2 separate regions of the Ovis canadensis genome follow, and region 1 is linked to region 2. A link is a contact called in public Hi-C data. All regions are on one chromosome and are shown on one strand. Each heading gives the region's core, a stretch centred on a gene start, on an enhancer-like site or on the middle of the called end of the contact. The rest is flanking DNA. Distances are from core to core; before and after follow the strand shown.

Region 1 (3,357 bases), core at 626-3,125, 160 kb before region 2:
AACTGGTTTCTAGCTCTTCCTGCCTCTCTTTTCTTCAATCCTCAACTTCATCTCTCACAATCAGAATCACTTTTCAAATACACAAAGCCGCTTTATCCCTCTAGTGAAAATCCTTCTGAGCTTCTTTTTAGCTTACAGGCAAAGTCCAAAGTGGCATGCAGGTCCTTTCTCGTTCGGGCTCCTCTTCACCTCTCCGTTTTCTCTTTGGTTACTTCTAAAGAAAACTGAGTCCCATCCATGAGTGTGGTGTTTTTTTTTTTTTTTTTTTTTTTTTTTTTAGGTCTCAAGGATTTTATTTTTTTAATGCAGTAAAGTTGCTTAGCATACTTTAAACTGCTGAACTCCTACTCATCCTTCAAAACTCCTTCATTCCTGGTCACCTCAGTAATGTATTCCCTTGACCACCTTTTCATAGTTCAAATACAGTACTTTTCAGAGGTATCATAGTCAGTCATGAGTCTGCCTTTTCTACTGAGCTGTGTGCTTCTTAACAAAGGACTTTTGAGTGTTCTCTGTCTTCAGATGAGATCAGTGGGGGCATGTAGGTCCTGTAGCAACACTGTACCTAGTGAGGTCTTCCCCCACCCTCCTATCCCTCACACCACGACTTGAAGAGGTCAAGATAAGTGCTGGAAGAGGTTAAAATCATCAGGAGAAAGAGTGATAATTCACTGATAGAGGACGAAAAAGAGGGGTAAAAAGACAGGAAAGGTAAAAGGAAGTTCATCAGGAGATAGTTGCTTCCACAACAGGAAAAGCTTTCAACCCCTAAAAAGACCAGTCTATTTTCCCTTTCAGGGAAAACAACATGAATGTTATCCAAATCTTTTGGAAATGAGCAAATTCCTTCCTTTCGCTTGCCCTCCAGCCTCAACTAGAATGGTTTTTATGTGGTGACCTGGAGTTGGTAGCTCAGCAGGGGAGTTCTCCGCCTGGGGATGGAGAAGCCTAGCCTCAGAGGCTAGCTGAGAGAACCTAGAAGAAACCCACCTTTGTTCTTAAGAATTTTGCCTGGGGAAGGGCAGATCTGACATTAAACCTCCTGAGAGCTGGCTAAAACCCTGAGTGTGAAGTGGAGGCTGCCAGTATACAGGTCATAATAATCAGAAAGTCTCTTGAAACCACCTCATTGTAAAAAGTCACTTGTATAAAGTCACTTGGGTGGCCAGTATGGAAAAATGGAATCTGTTCTATTGGGTCCTTCAGGATATGTGCCATATGAAGGCACAGAAGGTCATTTATTTTTATGACTGAAATCAACATATGACACATTATTTCAATTTTGAAAGCAGATCTTTTAAAAAAAGGTAAAGTCATAATTAAAAAGCATTTTAAAATAGCGCTTTATTGAGAATTCCCCTGTGGCCCAACCGTTAGGACTGTGATTCCACTTCAGGGCCACGGGTTCCATCCCTGATCAGGGAACTAAGATCCAGCATACCATGCTGTGCAGCAAAGGCAAAACTTTATCTGATTTACTGAAATCTTTTAATAACGTGTCTGTTTTTTAGCTGGGCTAACACTATTACATAATCCACTCCATAAGATGTGATGATCACTAATTTGTTGATGAGGAAATCGACCAGCTCAGACAGGCCATCCTGTACCTTTTAGGAAAGGGCCCTGGGTGGTGTGACAGGTCTCTCACCTCCAGTTTCTGAGACCTTTCTAGACACTCCTCAAACACTTCAAACACTGCTGCGAATAAAACCTAACGATTATGATACTTCCGACATAAGGAGAATCTAGGGGATGGGAAGGAGAATTGAATGTATAGGAATGAGTATGAAGGCGTACTTAATTTCACTTCTCGTTTCTTAAAAGAACTGCCCGAGAGGAGATCCTTTAAAACATCACTGCTCTACACATACGGTGCGAATAAGGAAATTAACAATGCAGACTGGCTAAGAGAGACTTGAAGTAGCTAATAAAGCGAAGGCCGAAGAGATACACCGGGACCGCCTCCTTCATTTAGATCAACGATTAAATGAGCACAACAGGGGGCAGAGGCAGGTAGAACGCGGGTTCTCGCGTGGCTACCGCGGGTGGTATTCCCGGCAATCGGCGTTCCAGACGCTTCCTCGCGGTGTGCGGGTCTGTGTGGCTCGGACTCCATATTCCACTCGTTTCCCCTCAACGTTGTAGCCTCGCTAACAGGCACTCCAGACGCAAGAGACGCCGGGACCAGCCAAGATCCAGCGCGATCTCTTAAAAGACGGTGATTTTTTTTTTTGTATAGGAGGCGGCGGCCGGGGCTTCCCTTTTGGGGTCCCCCCACCCCCGACGCCGTTCTCGCCCGCCAGGCCGCGTGCCGCGCCGGGAGGTGGCCTTTCCGCGAGGTGACCTCGGGCTCCCCCCGAGCCCGACCGCAGCACGCTCCGTGTGGAGACGCGAGGCGGTGTCCTGAGGTGACACCGGCTGTGCCGCCGAGGCAGCAGGCGCCGCCGATCAACTAGTTCGCACCGAGGATTCCTCTTGGTGCGTGGCCCAGTTTTCCTCAGGACGGGCTCCAACCCCTAGCCGACACCGCCCCCCGCGCCGCCACGCTCCGAGGCCTTCCCCCGGGACGCGGCGCGTCCCTCCCCCGCCGCTCGGCGCGGCGCGCGCGCGATTCCTCGATTCCACAGGCGGTTCGCGCCGCGGGTGGGGGCGGGGCGCGCGGGGAGGGGGCCGGCCGCCGCGGGGGGAGGGGGGCCGTGGTCGGGGGGCGGGGGCGGGCCGGCGTGGGGAGTTCCTCGCTCGCGGACCACACGCTCTGCGGGCCAATCCCGAGCCAGCCTCGCTCAGTGTCACACGCGGGACACGTCCAAGCGTTTGTTGGCAGGGCCGGCGAGGGGGGCGGGGGCGGGGAGGAGGGGAAGGGAGTTGAGTGACAGGCTTGCGGGGCAGGCTGGGAATTGTAGTTCCCAGCGCTCATGGCCATAGCCATTTTGTAGTCGGGGGACTACAACTTCCAGAAGATCAAGGGGACCATTCTAAGGTGCCCCGGGAATAGGCGGCTCTCCCCGGGGCCAGGAGTCCTGGGGCACTGGCACCCAGCAGCCCGGCTGCAGGTAGACACGAGGCGTGGCGGGGTCTAGCGTTGTGGCGGCCGAGGGGTGAGCGGCAAGCTGGGGAAAGGGGGTGAGGTGGAGCGACCGAGCGTGCCATGCATTGAGCTAGGGAGCCTCTCTCAATTCCAGTCTTAGGCTTGGCGTGGGAGCGATGCCTGCGGGGTGGCCCTAGAAGGGTTTGTCGAGGCCTCTCGGGTATCTCGTCGACGGGGCCGTGAGGGTCCTCTGGGCTGGGCCAGGGGCTGTCGGCACCGGAGTAGGCGGGCTCCTGGTGGCCCAGCTGTGGGAGTTTTCGGCTGGCGTC
Region 2 (3,537 bases), core at 704-3,203:
TACTTGCTACTGTGCTGTTGACAGCCACCCAAAAAGTGTCTGCGCCTCCCTTTGATTGTCTGAGCAGTGGTGACCACAGTACCTTACAGGGCTGGCTCTAACCCACCTGAGTGTGTAGGGAACCACCTGCAGGACTTGTTGAAACTCAGCTTGTGGAGTGTCTCCCTCCTCCCCCACCAGTTTCTGATTCCATTGGTCTGAGGTTTTGCATTTCTAATGAGTTCGCAGGCGATTCTCCTGCTGCTGGCTGGCGGATAGCCACTAGACTAAGTGCTTTTCATGGTTTAAAGCTCTGGGCATATTACTGTCCTTCACCAAATACTAAATAACTGTTCTCTGTGGAGTCACTGTGTGAAAGGCCAGAGGTGAAGCCCACAATTCAGAAATCTGAGAGCCGCTCGCTGTCATTAGGTAGATTCAGCCTTTGCTCCCAAAAGTCTTGAGATCTCTCAGCCATATTCTCCCCTGGTCGCCGCTTGATAGTCTGTGTGGCTCCTTTAAGAATGTCAGTGAATCAGATTTTTCTTCCCTTTGGTGAGCTGTGATCATCTTGTTGCTTTCTGCTTTGGGTTCACCTTTGAACAAACCTTTACTCAGCCCCGTGGGTGCAGCGTGGTCCGAATTTGTCTTTCTGCCCTCTTTTCCCCTTTATAGAAAAAGCTGGGGCCTTAGCCGCTCTTGCCATGCCTGCTTGAGATGACGGCTTTTGAGGTCTTTGTCTTGATATGTCTCCAGACAGTTCCTTTCTCAGTTTGTTCATCTGCCTTGTGCAGAAACAGAACCGTGATGTCGTTCCTTCCCTTGCGGTTTATTTGAAATTATTTATAGACAGGTCGCTGGCTGCACGCTACCTCTTCTCCACCCCCACCTCTTTTTTTTTTTTTTTTTTCTGGTGCAATTTGACTTTAGGTAGTTGTTTCTTTGTGGTATGTGTGCCCTGCCTGAGGGCATACTGAGTGGAAGTGTTTTCCTGCTACCAAAACACTCACCAAAGTGGACAATGGGCTTCCCTAGTGGCTTAGATGGTAAAGAATCTGCCCATATTGTGGGAGATCCAGGTTCGATCCCTGGGCCAGGAAGATCCCCTGGAGGAGGAAATGGCAACCCACTCCAGTATTCTTGCCTGGAAGATCCCACAGACAGAGGAGCCTCACGGGCTTCGAAGCCCATGGGGTTGCAAAGAGTTGGACACGACTGAGCCCCAAAACTGCCACCACCCCTGTGTTCCTGCAACTGATTTCTTCTTTTGTTTCCTACTTGGTATTCACGTGTGGCGTCTGGCTGCCAGGCAGACAGTGTGATATCCGTCCCATCCCTGTTCTCATGATTCTACCAAGCCTTTTCCCTGCAGCCCTTCCAGGGCCTGTGTGTGAGTGTGTGTGTGCACAACAGCGGTGCAGTGGGGGTGAGAGTACGTACACACGGAGGTGCCAGCGCACCTCTTGTTCTCGCCCTGATTCCACATGTTCCAGCTTGCATAGGATTTAGTTTAATTTATACCCAGCGGGGGAATCTGCCCGTAAAACACACACACACCTCCATAAGTCTGTTTCCGCCGTTCACTGTGTGCCCAGCAGTTTCTGTGTCTTTAGAAAACATGTTGTGTTTCAGATCAGAGGAGGAGAGATGACACTAACCCTGTCGCTGTCCCTTGGAGCACAGAATCCATGCTTCTAGTCACGTTTGCCGTGAAAGGCAGTGCTATATCCTGATGTTCTCATTTCCATTTTCTCAGTGGCTTTATCTTTTAAAATGATAGTGTTGTGTTTTCGGCTCGCGGGTTCCTTTTTGGGAGCGGCGATGCCTCTAAGCAAGTGTGCACCGAGAGTGGGGTGGAGCAGTTCTCCAGAGGAGATGACTGGGGAGAGGGAATGTCACAGGATTCTTGCAAGGGCAAATAGGGTCAGTTCTCATCTGTGTTTATTTTAACCACTGTCAAGTGTAGAAAGGAATGCATTGGTTTACAGTCACCATGACAACAGAGGCTCCTTCCCGCTCCCTGCCCCTCCACAGGCAATGAACCCATTCATTTATCCAAGTGCCTCAAAATTCCATTATGTGCATTCCATGGGCTGTTAATTCAAGCATTTTGACAGAATGTTATTGTGCATTCTCTAAGAGTATTCAGTAGTGGCTTAATCCTGCTCAGGTCACCAAATACTTGTCTTGAACCACTGTTTCCTCATCTCTCTGGGGGCCATGAGAAGATGGACAGTCAACAATAGAATAGGGCTCCTCGGCTTTCTGTATCTGGGACATTTCTTTGACGTTTTGTGGTCTGTCTTAAATTTTTTCTTTCTGCTCCATGAATAGATTTGGGTTTGTTTTAATAGAAAAATGCTTGATTTAATACCAAGTTAAATCTTTCATTCTGGCTAGTTTATTTTAAATTTCTGGGATGTTAGGTTACATTTGAATGTTAGTCATTGGGTCCTGTCTTGTCTCTCTCTCCCCACCCCCCAACTTTATTGAGATGTAATTGACATGTAACCTTGTGCAGAGTTCAAGGTGTACAGCCTGATTTGGTGTGTGTATATATTATGGAACGATTACCACAGTAAGGTTGGTTAGTGAATTCGTTGCCTCATGCATTTTCATTTTTTAATGCACTTTTATTTTTTAATCTTTCAAATGTGGGATATAATATTAACTATAGTCACCATGGTGCACATTAGATCACCAGAACTTACTCATCTTATAACTGGAAGTTTTTACCTTGGCCATACACGCGCGCACACACACACACACACACACACACGCACTCGCCAATCTACTCTTGTTTCTCTGAGTTTGGTTTTTTAGATTCCACATGGAAGGATCACACAGTGTTTCTCTTTCTCTGTCTGATTTAGTGTGACACCCTGGGCGACCATCCATGTTGTCACAAATGGCAGAGCTTCCTTTCTAATGGCTGAATAATATTCCAGTACACGGGTCGCACATGTGTTCTTTATCCATTCGTCCTGTACATAATGCTGCAGTGGACATGGGGTCACAGGAATCTCTTTGCGATAGCGACTTCATTTCCTTTGGGTAAACACCCACACATGGAAGTGCTTGATCACCTAGTAGCTCTGTTCCTTTTTTGAGGAACCTCTGTGGTGTTTTGCAAAGTTAGCTGCACCAATCCACTCTCCCAGTGGCAGTGTGCGAGGGATCTCTTTTCTCCTCAACCTTGCCACAAAGTGTCTTTCTCAGGACGTTTTTCCCTGTCAAGTATTTGTACTTTGTTTTCACAGCCACTTAAAATGAGTTAGGTTCCTGGAAGGATGAGAGCCTGGAGGGCTGAGAGTCTTCACCTGCTGTATCTGTTTCTTTAAGTTTCACAAAGGTCTGCCTTCAGGCTTCGGGACTGTTTAGTTCAGTTCAGTCGCTCAGTTGTGTCTGACTCTTTGCGACCCCATGAATCACAGCATGCCAGGCCTCCCTGTCCATCACCAACTCCCGGAGCCTATTCAAACTCATGTCCATTGAGTCGATGATGCTATCCAACTATCTCATCCTCTCTGGTTCCCTTCTCCTGCCCTCAGTCTTTCC

The links. Hi-C and Micro-C count contacts between places; a contact is called where the count stands out from the background.
Region 1: a Hi-C map of fibroblasts shows a contact between it and region 2, with 5 times the contacts expected there. The contact joins the promoter of JARID2 here to the enhancer-like site in region 2. A contact is called at or near these places in 2 of 2 Hi-C or Micro-C datasets (fibroblasts and lung).

What each region holds. Positions count from the first base shown.
Region 1 is chr20:56,243,746-56,247,102 of ARS-UI_OviCan_v2, reverse strand. JARID2 (jumonji and AT-rich interaction domain containing 2) reads left to right here and starts at 1,875. Exons shown (of 19, transcript XM_069563841.1): 1 at 1,875-2,218.
Region 2 is chr20:56,085,162-56,088,698 of ARS-UI_OviCan_v2, reverse strand. All of the region lies in intron 4 of JARID2 (jumonji and AT-rich interaction domain containing 2), which reads left to right. Among named protein-coding and RNA genes, the nearest start is that of JARID2, 160 kb to the left of the region's middle. Within about 2 kb of position 1,953, the one cell type or tissue checked has open chromatin away from gene starts, as enhancers often do. A contact at or near this core is called in fibroblasts, where this site is marked.